7 separate regions of the Mus musculus genome follow, and all the other regions are linked to region 1. Evidence: chromatin contacts called from public HiChIP or PLAC-seq data. All regions are on one chromosome and are shown on one strand. Each heading gives the region's core, a stretch centred on a gene start, on an enhancer-like site or on the middle of the called end of the contact. The rest is flanking DNA. Distances are from core to core; before and after follow the strand shown.

Region 1 (2,541 bases), core at 16-2,515:
TAAGAACAACAAAAACAAATAAAAACAAACAAACAAAGAACAGGACAATGGGTTAAGCCCTGACACAAGTTCAAACCTCTGTAATTGAATCTTTATTTCATATTATATAGCATAGATTTTTCTGATATAAAAGAGGAAATAAACGTCTTAAATGATGTTCTAATTACTGTATCTTACAGACCTCAAGAGTGGCAGATCACCAAGCAATAAGCACACTTATTTGGAGTCATTGCCTCCTCACCAAATATGTAAGGTGTATTGATCAAAAATAGACAGAATAAACCGATAAGTGAGGAGCTCACAGGATTTCCTAGTGTATGTGCTAGATCATCTATTTCCTCTTGCATGTTACTGAATAAAAGGCTATTTTCAGTCAGGAGAAACAATGACACAAAATACCACTGCCTCCATTTGCAAGAGACTTTGTAAGTGCCTTACAGGAAGTTAGTCATGGCCCTTGAATGGTGTGTAAGAGCACTTGCACTGTTAAATCGCATGCTTACTTCAGGATTCTGGAATCTTCCCAAACTGTTTGCTTACCTTTGGCTGAATTTTCTGACTAGATGGAAGGGGCTTTCCAATGATTTGCCACACAGGGCTTATCTTGAATTGTGTAACAGGCAGTACAGGGACTAGGCAACTGTTTGAGATCGAGAAATGACTATGTACATTATCAACAATTGTTTGTAGAGATAGAGGGAAGGGTTGTTAACTTCCTTTGGAAAACAAATCTTTTGCTAATTACTATGCTATCTGGCTTGTAGACAGATGAATAGAGAAAAAAGTCACAAAATGTTATGTTTTTAATTCTGGCCATTTGATATAACACTACCTCTCCCTATGAAAATTCTCCGGACTCTGTCCTAGAATAGCATTTTACTTGAGGAAACAGTGTAGTATTTTGAGACAAGAAGACATACAGCAATCCTGGACTCATTTAAATTGACTAATATGCTTTTGTTTTTCTGAGCATGTGTTTGTTCAGGTTTCAAATGGAGGGACCATGATCCCATAAAATACAGGGATGTTATAAAGGTCAAGAAAGACAATATCTATAAAAGGGGCTACTGGTCAAGAACTGAGTCAGATAGGAATCTCTGTTGTTATTGTGTTAGTTATTCAGTTAAGAAATTTTGCCTGCTTCATAGTAGAATTTGTGATCTACATCTAAGACTTTGCAAAAGAAAGTAAGTATCTTGAGGTTAGGACTTAGTCATCTCCTAACCCCTCAAAGTCTAGTGAAACTTGTGTAAATCTCCTACTTTTCTCCCAGAAACAAATCCTGTTGAGGACACTCCCCTCTTGACATCTCCTTAGTAAAGAACACTCACACAGCAGGGGTGAATGCACTTTAGAAAAGACTTCAGCTCATTCTGCACTAGGACTCTGAAATTTAATTTTAGCCACAGTGTTGATGGAACAGATCACAGAGCTTGGGCCACTCTTCAGTGGAAATGAAATTGGAGAAGGGCATGGAGCCAAAAATAAGGGCCTTTCTGTCTAGTGTTTGGGGACATGGACTTGAGAATTTCAAGTGGCCACCAGTCCCTCCCTCACTGCCAACACTGCACAACTCTTGGCTGAAACCTCACTAGGACATGAGGGTCTTGCTATAGGAAAAGAGAGTTCCTTTTTACTGACACCAAGCTCAGCAGAAAGGAATGCACTTCAAATAGCCCTGTTTGCTCAGTAACCACATTTGGGCTTCATGGTCTTTGGAGCCCTGCTCTCTTTGTAATTGACACACATCGGGAGCCGGCTGCTGATAGCAAAGACAGTGAGTTTGGTTTAGAGTAGGGCCTCATGTAGAATGCTATTAGCTGACCCTGCCCAGGATGTCTTCTTATCCTAATGAGAGAGGAGTGCTAAGGAGGAAGAAATAGTTGTCTATGACAAATGTAGTACTTTCCTGTTTTCTGTATTGCTACATACTATATAGTTTCTCAAAACCTTGTTGGAAATGCTTTTGTCAGAATCATGAATATCAGAGATTATTACCTGGGTCCTATTTGTAACAGTACACTTACTGCTAGTAAAAATGGTAGCTTCTTATAACTTACACCTTAAATTCTCTCACTTAAAATCCTCATAACGTGCCCAGTGTGGTGGCTTAAGCCTTTAATCCCAGCACTTTGGAGGCAAAGGCAGGCGGATTTCGGAGTTCAAGGTCAGCCTGGTCTACAAAGTGAGTTCCAGGACAGCCAGGGCTATACAGAGAAACCCTGTCTTGAAAAACCAAAAAAAAAAAAATCTTCATAAGACTCATCCACGGACTGACTCCCATCATTCTACATTAGCAAGAACCAAAGATTCAGATCTTCATGTTAAATTTCCCAAATAACCTTATGATGTTCATATAGTTCAAATTTTCAGTTCAGAATCTATGGATTTAAAATACTTCCTGAACTGGTTTATTGTAGTTATCTTACCATTAACCTCAACAAATGATCTGATGATACCATAGCATACACATTGTCCCAATGGTTATTCAACTGCCAAATGTAGGATGACTGACTAAGAATCTAAGCTTCGCATTCAGGA
Region 2 (2,541 bases), core at 25-2,524, 990 kb after region 1:
GCTTCTATCAAAACCAGAAATCTGGTGGCATAGCCTATAACTGCACTAGGAAGACAGGGAAGGGGGGATCAGAAGGTTGGGAACAACCTTGTTCTACAGCAACACTCTATTAGAAATTTCCCCATCACCATCTGCCTTTATGCTACTATTCAAAATGCCCGCCTTCGAAGCGTGTCCATACCCAAAGCTCTTTCCAGCTCACTCATCACCTTCCATAGAAGGTAACAATGGCCTCCTAATCATCTCTCTAGTCATGAGGTTCCTGGTGAATTCAAAGGATGACTGTTTTCCATCTTGCCCTACAGATCTTTGAGGTCTAGCCCATCTGGCCCCAGTGGATAAGTGGTGGCTGAACACTGGACCACTTCCACAAGTGGCTCACATCAGCACTAACACATGGGTCATCAGCCTTACCTAGGAAGCCATAAAACAGACTCCTTCCCAAAGGATGGGTTAGGCTTTAGAACTAGCACTAGCCGGCAGAGGTGACTCCACCAAAGCCACATGAGCAGAGGAAAAGTTCTAGAGCCCAAACCCTTGCAGTATGTCCTGTGCTAGCACAACTATGCAACCAACCATCTTTCCACTCAGGGTCAGCTAGGGCTCTATCTCCAGTGCTACCGGACAGATACAGTATATACAGAGTCCTCCCTGCCAAGCTCCTAGCTGTTCCCTGCCCCCAACAGTTGAAAGCCCTCCTCTATCAGAGGCCAGATCGGGCCTCAGCATTCAGTCTCACCCCATAGAGAGCCTAGGCCTTCTAAAGACATTTTTATTTGTCTAAAGACATTTTACCTTGGGAGTTGGCTTCCTGCACTACAGGACAGCTGCCTTAAGAGGAAGACTCGAGGCAACCAGATTGGGTGGGGGTTTGGGGGAGGGGTGCTAAACTGAGTCAGGCAGGTCTGAGCATCAAATTCTAGATACTCTGATATTCTGACTTATGCTTCTCACTCTGCCTCTGAACTGGTATCATCTACTAGACCCCATTCCTTCAAACACCAAATGGGTATAAGGACAGTGAGATTTAATACACAAGAATTCTTCCACTTGTTCACTAAAAAAAAAAAAAAAAAAAAAAAAAAAAAAAAAAAAAAGATTGAATTCTCAAGGTAGCTTCAGGATGCTCCCAAAACACGCACGATACAAGAAAGTTGGCTGATCTTCCTGAGACGCACCTAGGGCCCAGGAATCTGCCCTACTTCACTCTTGCCCCAGCTTGCTTAATCACCGCCCTGGCTCCCTGCCTGTCAGCCAGCTGCTGACTTGAATTGAACTTTTGGATTCTGAATCCTAGCTGGCAGCCCGAGGTGTGTATCACTCCCTAGCCTACACACATAGGCCTAGAAAGGAATCAGGGTAAAAGAGTCCTTGAGGAGGACAGAGAGGGTCAAATGCCAGTGTGAACTGCCTTTAAATGCCCCAAGAGTCAGGACAGCCCATCTGGGTCCCACACAAGGGCTCACTGTTGAGTACACAGCTGTACCACTTGTGACTCAGAGAATGACTCAGCAGTCCACTAGAAGAGCATGCAGAAAAGCTTTTGAGTCACTTCTAGAAGGGGGGGGGGGGGGTGTGCCAAGCTACCAGCACAGCTCAGTCCAGAGGAATGCCCTCCCCTGCCAGCCTTGCCCACTGCCTGAGATTCATACACTCGGTATCCCAGCAGGGGCACGTGATGGGCCTGACACTGGGCCAGGCCAAATAGGCAGGGGCAACAAAAGTCCCATTTCCCGGCTGGGATGAGATCATTGTGAAGCGGGGGAGAAAGGAAGCAGGATCCAGGACCCAAGAAGGGGTGGGGATGGCCAGGAAGTCAGCAAGCATCCCTGCTAGGATAGAACAGGGAACAAAGGGGCAAAATAGAGCCTGGGCCCAAGGGCACAATGGGACCCCCAGTGTAAATTACTCTGAATGGCACACAGACTCAGAGAGTATCTTGTACCACCCCCATCCCCAACCTCCCACATTTCCCTCCTTCTTCATTCATCTTTATTTATTAGAACTCAACTTTGGTTACTCAGCCCAGCAAATACACCCCTACAGAAAGCTTCTGTCACAACCAGCTTGAGTCAAGATATACTGTGGAGACCTCTACATCAGCATGCCCCTCCCCTCCCGCAGAGTCCCTCTATTCTATTCCTTCTTTATGGGACCTGTGCAGCTCCTGCTGCAGCTCTTCCATACAGACTTCCAGGAGAAGTGAGAAACTTGCTTTCTTTCTCAGCAACCTCTAGGTTGGCAAAGTCACAAGAGCATTGCCCTACAAGCTGAAGAGCATGCTCTATATTAGAGCAAAGGCGGGCCAAGCCCCTGGAGGGATCACTATCAAAGAGCATCCAGGTCATTCACTTAAGGCTGGGCATGGTGGCCACATACCCTTGGCCCCAGTGTTTGAGAGGCAGAGGCAGGACAATCTTTGAGTTAGAGACTAGCCTGGCCTTCATAGCAAGCTCAAGGACAGCCAGGACTACTTAGAGACCCTGTCTCAAAAATAGAGAGAAAGAGAGAAAGAGAGAGAGAAAGAAAGGAAGGAAGGAA
Region 3 (2,541 bases), core at 17-2,516, 940 kb after region 1:
GTCTACGGAGCTAGTTTCAGGCCAGCCAGGGCTACAGAAAGAAAGCTTATCTCAATAGCACTGCACCACACACACACACACACACACACACACACACACACACACACACAAATGTAGATCATACTGAAAAGAACCAGCACTTAACACTGTCTGAGAGCTGCTTGCAAATCAACCAATGGAAGGGAAGCAATTTCCTCTGGTCCGCTGACTATAGGTACAAATTATCTTTCCCAGGAAAAAACAAACTCACACGTGAATACCTGCAATACCAGATTTCCGTTTCCTTGCAGTAAAGCAAAGCTTAGTCATCTGTAACGTATGGAATGCAGACTCCCCATAGCTTTACCATGCCTTCATTTTTCACAGCTGTCTTGCTTCTGAGTAATTTGGTAACAATGTCCCCACAAATTAGCGTTATCTACTTTTTCCAAAGGCCTACGTTTTCCAGGGACCACCTCATAAGAAACTCCGGTTTCTCTGTGTATATAATATGTAATTACCAACACAACTAACTTTTGGCAAGCACACAAATCAGCTGGTGGCGGCTAGCATTCCAGGCACACCAGTATCAATAGTTAACATTTAACGAGTGTTTACCATACATCCGCCAGGAAGCACTGTTCTAAGCCTTCCTGTGCATTAACTCATTCACCTCTCTAGAAAGCAGGAATGCAGTCAGGGATTATAAACGAAACAAACAGACACAAAGAAGCTAATGAACATACTGGGACAGAAAAGTCTAGGTAACAGCTTAACTCGTTGCCCGTGAGTCTATAAGCAATCAAAAGCAAATTCATACCATCACACACACACACCACACAGTAATAACAGTAGAACAATCAAGGTTCACGTAGACTAAAAAGGGTCCAGCAGGGTGAGGGAAAAAGGAATGAAATGATCAAAATTGATAGTATAGATGTACAAAAACCTCCTAATGAAACCTGTTACTATGAATAATTAGCTGGGCAGTGATGGCACACGCCTTTTGATCCCAGCACTTGGGAGGCAGAGGTGGGTGAATTTTTGAGTTCGAGGCCAGCCTGGCCTACAGAATAAGTTCCTGGACAGCCAGGGCTACACAGAGAAACCCTGTCTTGGGGGGGGGGGGGGGGGGGACTATGAATAATTAATACTTGCTAGTAATTCTTTAAAGTAACAAAATGGATCTTTTAATGTGGGAAACTGGGCTTCTGTGTAGCAGCTACTCAGCCCAGCTCCTTAGAGGGACGGTGGCCTCATTTTGCTTTGTAAAGGGGATTTGCTGTGTCACTGAATGCACGGAGTGAGCCAAACAGAGGTCAGTTCCGCGTTCTAGCTCTTCACGCTCTTACTGACAGCTGTTTACAAGGTCTGGCAATCGGTACGGCATCCATGTGGCTGGGCTGGATGTTAGCAATGAGTTTATGAGTGCTTTGTTTTCACGTGGCAACAACTTGGTGTCCCTGCGCAAGACTCTGTGCCATGCATGCTTGCAGGATCCCAAATGTAAAGGACCCACATAGAGTCTCGGTTACCTGAGCATAAGCTGTGGGTATGGAGTAGAGAAAAGGATTGGGGGTGGGGGTGGGGGGGTTAATCCTCCATCTGTAAATATGTCCCTGTGTTTAGTCACTGGGAGAAACACGATCCCTGCCTGGATGTAGACACTTAGCAAGGGGCACAGGATTTGGAAATCCCCACAAGCTGGTGAGAGCAGTAAAGATGAGAAACTGGGATGAAAATGGAGGGCCAAAGGGTGAAGAGTAAGGGGGGGGGGGGGAGGTGTTCTCTCCCACTCCTGAACAGGTCAAATCCCCATGAGGCCAGGGCTTTTGGATGGTGGTCCAAGAGAGGCCATGAGACAGGGGCTGTGCAATGAGGACAGACAGCTCCCTGAGGGGTCATGGGAGCCAGGTACCCAGCCTTGGGATCCTAGCCTAGTGTTCTTTCTGTTGTCTCAGCTACAGAGACCATCAGAGTCCAGAGCCCTCATTCAGTTTGCTTTGCAAAGGTGATCTGCTCAAAGGATATGCAGGCTCTCAAGTTGAGGCAGACTAGGAAACAAGAGATCCAAAGAAAGGAAGGCCCATCTATCCCCACGCTCCCTCCTGAAGCCAGGAGAAAACTGTCCATAAACCAATTTGTAGACAAGAAGGTCAAGTTAAAAACAAGCAGGTTAGTACAATGCTGTGCCCCTTACCCCAGCCCTCAGGGAACAGGAGGGCCCCACTTTGAAGACTGGACAGAGCTACCAAGCCAGGGTCTATCTCACAAATAAAGAGAGTATATGGAGGACCAAAGTGGGTTGAACTACATGTGGCTTACATAGCAGAGTGCTTGCTTAGCACGTTCAAGGCCTGGGTTTGATCAAGAGAACCATATACACCAGGCCCAGCACAGCAGTGTATGTCTATGATCCTAGCATCCAGGAGCTGGAGATGACAAGCTATTCTTCCAGGACTGGACATCTGCCTAGCATGTGTACAAGGTACTGGGTTCAATCCTCAGTATCAAATACAACAGGAAGGGAAAAAAGAAGAAGAAGAAGAAGAAGAAGAAGAG
Region 4 (2,541 bases), core at 29-2,528, 910 kb after region 1:
TTTATCTTTGATCCCTCGAAAGCCAGGCATCACAGGTGGAAATGCTTTTTGTTTGAAACTTGTTTGGTTTGGTTTGGTTTGGTTTGGTTTTTAAATAAATTTGCTGCAGCAACACTAACTGAATCCTGTTTTGTTTTTTGTTGTTGTTTTTTTTTTTGTCATTGTTGTTGTTGTTTTGTTTTGTTTTATTTTTCTAAGGAATGGAGCAGAGTAAGGAGAGCCTGGGAGATCAGCCCAGGACCCACCTGGCAGTCCAAAGGGCTTCCCAGACCACAGATAGGCAAACCAGTGTTCTTCTGGAGGCAAGTGGGGGTCATGCAGAGTTAAGGGAAGTAACTGTGAAAGGCCAGTGCTATTATCCCCGAGTTCCTCTAATAAACACCTATATTTCATCTGTTTGGTTCAGGGTTAGATATTGAACGTGGGTCCTCATGTCTGCTAGGTAAATGTTATACCATTGAATTATATACCGCAAGACCCGCTCATTAATTTTGAAATGCCTTTTGGCTTATCCTACTGAGAATAACTTTTCAGCCCTCACCCCAAGGCCATGCTGGAATCTCTTACTATCTGTTCTGTACAAGGGCTCCATGAACTACCCCTGTCTTTTTCACCATCCTAAGGCCTATGTAAGCCTTGACCTACCCTGGGCTCCTACCCGGGATTCACGGATCTACCCCTGAAGTGACTACCAGGTTTTAGTATGGCAAGGACACCCTTGTGAACATTTCTGTGCAGGGAGCCATATGGGATTTCGGAGTGCATGAGAGGATAGAAGAAGCATAATGGGTGACACTTCCTCTCTCTCTCTCAGGAAGTCCTAGTTCCCCATTCAGCCTACTAGGGTTCAGATTCCCAGATCATTGCTCAATGGAGTGAGATCATGTCTCCGTGGTACTCAGTGTGGTCAGGAGCCATCTTGGCTCCATTGACCCTGAGGATGCTTGCTCCCCTATGACAATGTATACTGGGGAGGGACTAGAACCCAGGGCAAGTCCTCATGGTGGATTTGTATACTAAGAACTTATGAGAACATAACTGGAAGAAGGTCTTCCAGGCCAAGATCCTATGGGTTGATTGATGGCTGTCTTGCCCTGATCCATCTTTAGTCCTCTCTTCCTGAGTTACTAACTGCCTATCTCCTCTTCCTCCTGCAATTAGCTCTTCTCTAGAGGGTTCCTTAAGCAAATTTTCTGTATGCATGATGACTCTATTGGTCCCCTGGAACTTGTTTAAGGAGAGTGCCGCCCCAGGCTTTATCAGTGATAGTGTAGAACAGTTACAAAGAGTCTGAGGCCCCAAGTTTGGCCCAACTGGGGAAACCACGCTTACCTTCCCCATAAGGCACTACGGCTTTGTGGCTATAAAGCCTGCTGCTAATGGCACCCATGAGTCAGGTCTTAATCTTTCCTTGTGTACAAAGGGCCAACAAGAACAGCATGCCATTTCAGGTTGACTCATTACCCCAGGACATATTTGACACCTGATATTGATGAGAGTACTTTCTCCTGTTAGCTCTCATGCTTCCGAGCTGAGAGCTTAGCATCCCAACCAGTCAGAAGGAGACCAGATCAGGTTAGAAGGAGCATCAGATGAAAGGCTGGAACATAGGATTGCTGAAGAGACAGCTCAGTTGCGTTTTCCATATAAGCGTTGATAACCTGAGAGTTTAGATGCCCAGCCCACAGGTAAAAAGCCAGGCATAGTAGTGCATTTCTATAATCTCTGTGCTGCTTACAGTTGCCTGTAACTCTAGCTCCAGGAGATCCAGTGCCCCTGGCTTCTGTGGCCACCTGTACTCGTACACACATGCCAGCGCACATAAAAACACATCAAATTTAAAATATCAAAAACAACTTTTGTTTGAACGTGTCTTTCTCTCTCTCTCTCTCTCTCTCTCTCTCTCTCTCTCTCTCTCTCTCTCTCTCTCTAGATAGCCCTGGCTTTCATGGATATAACTCACTATATAGACCAGCTGGCCTTGAACACAAGGAGATCCACCTGCCTCCTGCCTCCTGCCTCCTGCCTCCTGCCTCCCTCTCTGGAGTGCTGGAATTAAAGGTGTGAGCCACCATGCCTAGTCTTAAAAATAAATCTTTAAAAGGGAAAAAAAGGATTGCAGAAGATTCTCAATGTAGACCTCTAACATCAACACACAAATGGGCACCAATATGCAAACACACACACACACTCACAAGCTATGTCAGAAAGGCTCAATACAGTCCCTGACACTGATCATGCACTCAGTAAATGAAGGTTCCAGTTATATAGCAAGAAGGAAAATCCATGTCTCATGGCGTAAAGCTTTTCCAGGAATTCAGCCATCAGAGAGGTGGGATCGGCTAAGGCTAGAGTAAGTATAGTGTCTTTGGCCAGTGACTAAGGCGGCCAGTGCACCTAACCACCCGGGCAGGGCTGGCTTGGGTTGGTGCCTTGGCTGGCCAACACTCTGGGTGATGCATTTTCCCGTAAGTAGTGCTGTGAAAGTCCAGGGCTAGCGCTATTCTCCGTTCCCTAGGGTCTGACATTGGTCAATAATGA
Region 5 (2,541 bases), core at 23-2,522, 840 kb after region 1:
GGCCTTGAAATTGAGACCCTCAAAACTAGTCATGGGAGAGATAGAAAGATCTGACATCACTTCATCCTGCTATAGACAAAGAAACTGAGGCTTTAAGGGGACCACTTGGCAAGTAACACAGGGATGGCACGTTCTGTGTAGACCTTCTGTGTAGATACTGTCTGAATTAGGAAAGTACCAGCAGTGTGTCAGAGGGAGAACAAACTCCAGGTCTGTCCTCCCGATAGAAGCTGAGCATTTCACAGTTCAGTCACCCTGTGGATGCATCCATACAACTCAACTTCCAGGACAGAGCACAAGGCACAGAGCCTCTAGGAAGCTGACTTGGGAGGAGCATAGAAGCGTTCCAACAGCTTGGTTTTAGTAGGAACAGAGATACCCTACCCTACAGAGCCATTGCATAGAAAGCCAGGCTTTGTCCATGCAGCAGGGGATTGCCTGTGCTCCTAGAAAGGGGAGCCTGACACAGGCTGGGGCTCCGCCTCCACCCAATGTTGGCCTGCACCATTATGAGGTTCCCCTCTTCCTTTCTCACTCCCCTCTGCCTAGTCGCTATCAGAGCATCCACATGCAAAAATCTCTAAAGGACCCACTTCTGACAAGGCAAGCCTAGCAGGCCTGGTTGTCATAAGAGATGAAGGCCAGCTGATGCCTGCAACAGCATCAGCTGTCCACTCCTAGGCATCAAGCCCTTCCCACCACCCACCGTGCCAGCCCAGGACATAGAGGTCTGGCAGCCATTGAAAAGAAAAGCTCCTATCTCTGACTCCTCAGCCTCTGATAAGAAATGTCATCCCTTGCTGGGTAATATTACTCTGCTAGATAAGGATCTCTATCTCCTCCAACATATGGCTCACTACAGAACACAGGGTCTGCTGGAGCAGGATAATTTATGCGCTTAAGCTGCAAACCCTGGGCAGTTTGAGAAGTGCATCGAACAGAACAAGAGTCAAATTATAACCTCTTCTGACCTGGCCTTGGGATTCCTCCCTGAGAAATGACAGCAACCTCCTCTACTCTACACACAATAAGCACTTTCACCCTCCTGCTGTCTCTAAAGGGCATTTGCACCAGCGTTATCAAGGCTCATCCTCACCAGGACCTCCAAAGCCGCACTTAAGTCTTCTTTTGCAGATCAGGAAATTGAGATTCAACAAGGGTGAGTAACACAGCCAAGGTCACCCAGGCAGCCGTACCCAGAGCACAGACTCAAACCCCAACAGATCTGACTCACCAGCACACTGTCAGATGGGGAGGCTGATCCAAGCCTCTGGGTTGTCTCTGCTCCAACAACTAAATCAATTAAGTCAGATCTGCCCAGGCTTAACTGGCAATGTCAGCTCCACACTGTAATCTCAAAGGTCCATTTCGATCATTCACCGCTCCTGATTTCTCTGAAGCCTGGGAAGGATGAGGAAGCCTTGTTGAGTCAAGATACTCAAGGAGAGGAAGGGGGCAGGGATGGGACCAGAAGAGGGAGAGAGGAGAGTGGGACTTAGATACTGGCTTCATGCACTCAAGGAGTAGAAGGTAGAAAGAAATTGCGGGAAAATTCTCTCTTCTCTATTGATTCATTCATTCGTTCATTCATTTGTTCATTCATTCGTATCCCTGGACAATCCATTACATGTCCATTCTGGCTTGGCCCTGGTAATCTCACTGTATCTGTAAGCAGTGCTAGACTAGACTTCATGAAAGACTGACAGGTCAGCGAAGAGACAGAGATAACAGAACATGACAGGGGTACCGTGTCTGCAGTAGATTGAATGGCTGATGTGGGGGACCGTGGCTGTGTGTTAAGGAGGAGATGGAAGTGAACCTCACACTCTGCTATTTTATACCCTCCTTTAAAAAAGCCAAGTCATCATGGCTAAGATTGGTGCTATTCTTTAGAGTGATTATTTCAACCATGTTCTGCATTGCCTCCAAGATCCATTAGTAACTACAATTGAACAATTTTAATTGACAAATAAAAATTACACATATTTATGGTATATATAATTGGTATATGGTATATATAATATGGCATATTTTATATATATATGCACATTGTAGAAGTCTAAATTCAACTAATTAATATGTGCATAAGTCATATACTTTTCTTTCCAGCTGACTCTTTTAAATAGCTATATAGCATTTCATTTTATAAAGATGTCCCAATTCAATAACCACAGCTAATAAAACTGAAGAGAGAAGTTACCCAGCCCTTCGCTAGGCAATCTCTAGGAGCTACTTCAGCTCCTTAGGGTGGCCGTACCTAAGACATCTTTCAGATATCCTTCAGATACATGAAGGATACAAGATGCGGTTAATTAATAACAGACTCAAAACCATCCTGAGTTATCACATTTGTAGAATCTCTCTTTGGTCCACTTGAAAGTGAGGAAAGTAAGAAAGGAGAAATAAATTTAGTGTTGTGGGTGGGCCACTTATGGAAAAAAGGACTAAGATGGGTCAGGGTGGATGGCTGGTTCTAATTTCAGTCTCTTTTACTACTGTCATGTGACCTTGATGTCATTGGGGACCTCAGCTTATCCCACG
Region 6 (2,541 bases), core at 29-2,528, 800 kb after region 1:
CCACAGTGATTTTAAAATAAAAGCCTGGTGTCTCTCAAACCTGTGGGCCCACCTCCCCTTTCCCTGCATTGCCAGCTCCTTCAAACCTTGGCTTGACTATCCTGTCCCCAGAAAGAGACTCAGTTGAAGCCCATGCCAAGTGGATGTGTTCTGCTTTAATTCTCTTTCCCTTCATTGCTTATCTTTGTTCTTCTTAAACCCAAGTTAGTTATCTCCTTATGTTTCATCTGAAATTTGACTCGGATCTGTGTCCGCCACTGGCCACATGCTCAGCCGAGCAGAGCCTCATCCATCTTGTGTCATCGTGTCGATCACCAGAACCAAGCTGGTGGTGAACCAAGAGCAGGTGTCCAGGTGCTATTTAAATAAATGCACATTTGCATAAATATGTAAAATATTTAACAAGACTTTTTAAAGAAAGAGGAAAGGAAAAAGGAAGGAAGAAGAAAGAGAGGGAAGGAAAGGAGAAGGGAGAGGAAGAAGAAAATAAAGACAAAAGTTTAAAAGGAGGGAGGAAAGGGTAGGGAGGTGAGGGGGAAATGAGGAAAGAAGGAAGAAGGGAAGCAAGGAGAAAAAAGTAGAAAAGAAAGGAGGCTAATTTTGCTTATTTGAATATTCTTTAGTGATTATATGTCACTCTTTTTTTATTGGTTATTTTATGTATTTACATTTCAATTTTTATCCCCTCCCCAGCTTCCCCTCTGCAAACCTCCTATCTCATTCCCCCATCTCCCCTGCTTCTATGAGGGTGATCCCCCCACCCACCCACCCACTCCTGCCTCACTACCTTAGCATTCCCCTACGCTGGGGCATCGAACCTTTACAGGACTAAGGACCTCCCCTCCCATTGATGCTCTATGTCACTCTTGAAAAAAGAAAAAAAAAAAGACTGACATTCTGTTTCTGTGTATAGAGAAAACTGAAGGAGGCTTCAAGGTCAGTCGAGGTGACTATCAAAGGGGAAAGCGTTGAGTAAAGAAGGCTTCCAGCAGAGGAAGGCCTGGAAAAAGGTGGTCCCTGCAGGCTGGGAGGACATTTCTTCTGCTATGTGTTCACAGTGACCTGGACAGTATCCCAAGAGCCACCCCTTTCAGAGAGAGAATGACAACATTCTGCCAGGATTCTTGAGAAGATTTGCTTGGCGGTCTCTGAAAGAGGTCTCTTGGATTCTATTTCCTTCATTCCAAAGTGTCCCTGGAAGCTCTCTGCCTCAGAAGACCCAGGAGGAGCATGTGGCTCTGTGTCACCATGTGTTACCATATTTGGATGATCAGAGGGAGAGGGCCTGGGAGGACAGCCAAACTGCTCTTTTCTGGGTGGCCCTAAGTGAGTCACTTTACCTCAGAACTCTAGCTGCATGTAAACTGGAGTTCTGATTCTCTCTCCCCGTATACCTCTAAGAGGGCAAGGGTAAAGATATTGCTTTCTAGAAAGCAGCCACTCACAAACACCAGCAATACAAGTTCTGCGGGACTAGAATCAAGTGCAGGAGTTCATGCCTGTGCTAGGAGTAAAAACAAAACAAAACAACAGTGTTCTTGCTCACAGGTCCAGGACCTCTGAAGTTCCATGGCCAGGGCAGAAGCACAAGGGATCCTACTCTCAAGGACCTCTCATTGGAAGCTATTAGCCTACCGGCAAAAGTGTTCTCAGAGTAAGCCACCCTCTACACACTCAGAAACAGTTCTAGATCATTTACAATGGACCACAAATGAGACAGAGAAAGCTCACTGATCACCTGAAAATCTTGACTGGCCAACCAAGCTAAGCCTTGAGCTTGGCTCCTTCCCTGAGTCTCAGATATGGGGTTCTCAGTGAGTTCTGTAGGCTATAGATATCCCTGTGTAGTCTTGTGCTAGAGGTGGAGGAACTTGAGAGCTTATTATTCTCTGGATGGGGGAAAAAAGAAAAAGAAAATTGTCTAATAGCTATATTATGCTGTGACTCTGACCCATAGGATTGCTTGGCTAGCAACAGGACAAGCAGCCTCCAGGACCAGATCTCAAGGTACTTCACAGATGCTTCTTAGCCTAGGAAGATGTCCCTCACTAGGCCAGAAACAAGGTCCTACCTAATTAGCTCTCAGTGGTGGCTGTTGACCATTATAGAGATTAAGAGCACATAGCAGAGATCTTTTTAAACGTCTCACATCTAAACTATAGTAAAGATTCTAAATGTTATCTAACAACTCTGTTGTGCTCTGAGCAATAGACATCTCATGCTTCAGCCACCATGAGAACCAGATTAGTGGACATTGTTGTGGCCATTTTAATGATGGGGGAGTTGACTCCAAGAAGACCAAGGTGCCATTTGGGATGCTGGAAAAGAAGAGCACTCTGTATATTCTCTATTCTCTCCTGGACTCTGTCCTGGACTTCCTAGCATCCCAGCCTTTGAATCTATGAAGTAGACTCTACTGTGTTATGTCCATTTTAGTTCCCTGGCCCTCTTATAGGGCATAAGGTCAGTCCCTAAAGAAAAGGCCAGCAGTTAACAGGTGGGTTCAGTTTCTCTTTAGACAGAAATGAAAGTAACACCTTA
Region 7 (2,541 bases), core at 11-2,510, 780 kb after region 1:
AGACAGGAAGATAAAGGAAGGGAAAAGCCAAATCATGAACCAAGTCTCTTCTTTCAAAACTGAAAGTGGAATAAAAACAGGTTTCCTCGTTCAACATTAACTCAAAGAAGCAAACTATAATTCCTAGAAAATAATCACTAGAAAACCACCAAAGAAATATAAGCACGAGGCGGAGTAAGATATTAAATGCTGAAAAGTTCCTGACAAATGAGAACACAGAAAGTGAGTGCCTGAGATGAATGGCAGAGCATGGAGCCATATGGCTAACCCGAATCTAACCAAACCAACAATTACATTCTCTGAACCCACTAAAGATTCCAAGCAAAGGGCACCCAAGGAATGACTGTATCCTTCATATAAGACACGTACTTGATACTAAGATACAAACTGAGAAAAGATGAATGAATACAAAAGTTATCATGCTAGTAAGCAGAAGCAAGCATGAATGTCTCCATTACTATTTAGCAAAATACATATCAAGGGAGCTAGAGACACAGCTCAAGAGTTAAGTCTGTTTCCTGCTCCGGAAGAGGATCCATGATCAGTTCCCAGCACTCAGAGGGTGGCTGACAACCACCCATCGGCATGAGCAAGGAATTCACGTACATACTTGAAGGCCAAAATCTCAGACACTTTAAATGAAGTAAAAAAAAAAGATCTTAATTTTTTAAAAAAATAAACATCAACACTACCAGATACATTGACAGAACTTGATGATCAGAGAAAGGGAGAGAGGGAAAGGGAAAGAAAGGAGTGGAGAAAGGCTTATTTTAAAGCTGATTTCATGTCATTATAGTTGTCTAATATAGAAAACTATACTATGCAAAACCCCATGCTTCCTTCTCTAAATTAGCACATGCAAAGCATACATTTTACCAACATACATCTGTACTAATTTTATTAGTGTACTTTATGTCTCCCATCAGAGCAGAATTCTAAAAATAGGAGGATCTATTTTTATTGTATTTTTGTGTACTTCCAGTTCCCAATATCTAGCAGAGGACTAATATATTCTAAGTACTCAAAAAAGAAATACAGTTTGAAAGAGACATGCTTGAGTAGTACACCCATGAGCACAAGTGCTAGCAGAGAGCTGGTGACTGCATGCAGGTTCCTGAAGGCGAATCCCGCATTCTTTCCCTCTGCTCCCACATTGGAGGAAACACATCCGCCAATGGCTGTGAAACCCAGTCCCTAGCTCAGAGCCCATTCTCATGGCAGTCATAATAAAACAAGCATTTGGATGGATGAGACAGGAAATGACCAATAGCCACAGCTCAGAATGACACAGCTTTAGCTGGCAGGGGGAGGGAGGAAGGTCCTCTGGAGGGTTGAGTTTAAGGAGCCACAGGAATGTGAAGCAGGAACATTTTTAATGATTTTTCAAATGCGGTGATACAGTGTGCCTTCTAGTTATTCTCTGCTAAACTGAACAGTCACCCTACAAATTTCAACCACCATTTAGTCAGCATGATTTCTCCTTGCCTCCAAGACTCCTCTGGGGAAAGTGGTAAGTCAAACTCAACAGATGGGAGAATTAGAATGTCTCATCTCTAGAGGGAAACAGAGCCTTCAAGTGACTCATAAATACTCTAGATCCTCTGCCCAGAAAAAAAAAAAAAAAAAAAAAAAAAAAAAGCCTTTCCACAGGATGTTTTTCATGACCTTTTGATACAGCTGAGTGACTACTGTGAATAGGTCCTCGTAACAAGTGGGCTCAAGCAACGGGATGCATTTTGTAGATCCTAGCATACAGAAACGAAAACATCTCATCTAAGCATTCAAGACACAGTTGCACACAGACTCTGCCTCTGTATTATGTCTAATGTCATTTTCACTGTCTCCTAAGTAGCTTGCTTTACATATAAGCAGACAAAAGTATTTGCAGCCATCGCTGTTGAGTAAGGTATGTGGCTCAGCTGGTTAGTATCCAGCTCGGGGAGGAAATGCATGAGTAAAAAGTAATGAGATTAGGGTCTGTGCACGAGAGGAATGCTGGCTTCAATCTTGACCCTCTCCTTGCATGTGTGGTTGTGAATGCATTACGGAACAGTCCTGAACTTCTGTTTTTTATTAGTCTGGGAAGTGGAAATTAAACTACCTGCCTCGTGAGGCTTTTGTCGAAAACCAAATAAGATAATTTGGCAGAGCATTCACTGCTCTGGGCAGTAGCAGTATGATTGTTATGGTTTTAAAGCAACACTTAACACACATACATACAGGTATTCTGTAAGGCACAAAGGTAGAAAGGAGACTATGGAGATGCCCTGAAGGGGAGGGAAAGGAAGTAGGAGACGCACTAAGAGAGGATAATAAAATATATGTGATGTACAGAGAGACAGGTGAGACCAGTGGGGGGTGGTCAACAAATGGTGATATATGCAAACGTGTTACAAAGAAAATCATTTACCTTTTATGATAAGCTAATTTTTCCAATTTTCACACTTTCAAACCTTGGAGGATAACATATTTCGAGTCAAGGCAGTGATACTGGACTATGGATCTAAACTTTCAGCATGTCAAACATACTATTTCCATATG

Evidence for each region. HiChIP or PLAC-seq counts read pairs in DNA pulled down with a chosen protein or histone mark.
Region 2: a FOXA1 HiChIP or PLAC-seq map of pancreatic cancer cells shows a contact between it and region 1. The contact joins two enhancer-like sites. A contact is called at or near these places in 2 of 115 datasets of contacts at active chromatin or transcription factors (cardiomyocytes and pancreatic cancer cells) and 1 of 9 other capture datasets (embryonic tail).
Region 3: a FOXA1 HiChIP or PLAC-seq map of pancreatic cancer cells shows a contact between it and region 1. The contact joins two enhancer-like sites. A contact is called at or near these places in 1 of 15 datasets of contacts at CTCF or cohesin (the NIH/3T3 cell line), 1 of 115 datasets of contacts at active chromatin or transcription factors (pancreatic cancer cells) and 1 of 9 other capture datasets (embryonic tail).
Region 4: a contact with region 1 is called in a FOXA1 HiChIP or PLAC-seq map of pancreatic cancer cells. The contact joins two enhancer-like sites. A contact is called at or near these places in 1 of 115 datasets of contacts at active chromatin or transcription factors (pancreatic cancer cells) and 1 of 9 other capture datasets (embryonic tail).
Region 5: a CTCF HiChIP or PLAC-seq map of the NIH/3T3 cell line shows a contact between it and region 1, with 6 read pairs. The contact joins two enhancer-like sites. A contact is called at or near these places in 1 of 15 datasets of contacts at CTCF or cohesin (the NIH/3T3 cell line) and 1 of 484 Hi-C or Micro-C datasets (adipose-derived mesenchymal stem cells).
Region 6: a FOXA1 HiChIP or PLAC-seq map of pancreatic cancer cells shows a contact between it and region 1. The contact joins two enhancer-like sites. A contact is called at or near these places in 1 of 15 datasets of contacts at CTCF or cohesin (the NIH/3T3 cell line), 1 of 115 datasets of contacts at active chromatin or transcription factors (pancreatic cancer cells) and 1 of 9 other capture datasets (embryonic tail).
Region 7: an H3K27ac HiChIP or PLAC-seq map of the NIH/3T3 cell line shows a contact between it and region 1, with 6 times the contacts expected there. The contact joins two enhancer-like sites. A contact is called at or near these places in 1 of 15 datasets of contacts at CTCF or cohesin (the NIH/3T3 cell line), 4 of 115 datasets of contacts at active chromatin or transcription factors (the NIH/3T3 cell line, astrocytes, embryonic fibroblasts and 1 more) and 1 of 9 other capture datasets (embryonic tail).

Annotation. Positions count from the first base shown.
Region 1 is chr15:63,065,260-63,067,800 of GRCm38.p6, reverse strand. Gm41334 (a long non-coding RNA gene) reads left to right here. Exons shown (of 3, transcript XR_875378.1): 3 at 180-301. Among named protein-coding and RNA genes, the nearest start is that of Gm41334, 4.2 kb to the left of the region's middle. RefSeq lists an enhancer at 190-2,099. Within about 2 kb of position 1,265, at least 43 of the 459 cell types and tissues checked have an H3K27ac peak or open chromatin away from gene starts, as enhancers often do. A contact at or near this core is called in the NIH/3T3 cell line, embryonic fibroblasts and pancreatic cancer cells, where this site is marked.
Region 2 is chr15:62,078,539-62,081,079 of GRCm38.p6, reverse strand. The region is part of intron 1 of Pvt1 (Pvt1 oncogene); the gene reads right to left. Among named protein-coding and RNA genes, the nearest start is that of Pvt1, 42 kb to the right of the region's middle. Within about 2 kb of position 1,274, at least 192 of the 459 cell types and tissues checked have an H3K27ac peak or open chromatin away from gene starts, as enhancers often do. A contact at or near this core is called in pancreatic cancer cells, where this site is marked.
Region 3 is chr15:62,126,751-62,129,291 of GRCm38.p6, reverse strand. The region is part of intron 1 of Pvt1 (Pvt1 oncogene); the gene reads right to left. Among named protein-coding and RNA genes, the nearest start is that of Pvt1, 90 kb to the right of the region's middle. Within about 2 kb of position 1,266, at least 57 of the 459 cell types and tissues checked have an H3K27ac peak or open chromatin away from gene starts, as enhancers often do. A contact at or near this core is called in pancreatic cancer cells, where this site is marked.
Region 4 is chr15:62,150,673-62,153,213 of GRCm38.p6, reverse strand. The region is part of intron 1 of Pvt1 (Pvt1 oncogene); the gene reads right to left. Among named protein-coding and RNA genes, the nearest start is that of Pvt1, 110 kb to the right of the region's middle. Within about 2 kb of position 1,278, at least 39 of the 459 cell types and tissues checked have an H3K27ac peak or open chromatin away from gene starts, as enhancers often do. A contact at or near this core is called in pancreatic cancer cells, where this site is marked.
Region 5 is chr15:62,221,597-62,224,137 of GRCm38.p6, reverse strand. The region is part of intron 2 of Pvt1 (Pvt1 oncogene); the gene reads right to left. Among named protein-coding and RNA genes, the nearest start is that of Pvt1, 180 kb to the right of the region's middle. Within about 2 kb of position 1,272, at least 62 of the 459 cell types and tissues checked have an H3K27ac peak or open chromatin away from gene starts, as enhancers often do. A contact at or near this core is called in the NIH/3T3 cell line, where this site is marked.
Region 6 is chr15:62,260,433-62,262,973 of GRCm38.p6, reverse strand. No RefSeq gene overlaps it. Among named protein-coding and RNA genes, the nearest start is that of Pvt1, 220 kb to the right of the region's middle. Within about 2 kb of position 1,278, at least 79 of the 459 cell types and tissues checked have an H3K27ac peak or open chromatin away from gene starts, as enhancers often do. A contact at or near this core is called in the NIH/3T3 cell line and pancreatic cancer cells, where this site is marked.
Region 7 is chr15:62,286,215-62,288,755 of GRCm38.p6, reverse strand. No RefSeq gene overlaps it. Among named protein-coding and RNA genes, the nearest start is that of Pvt1, 250 kb to the right of the region's middle. Within about 2 kb of position 1,260, at least 75 of the 459 cell types and tissues checked have an H3K27ac peak or open chromatin away from gene starts, as enhancers often do. A contact at or near this core is called in the NIH/3T3 cell line, embryonic fibroblasts and pancreatic cancer cells, where this site is marked.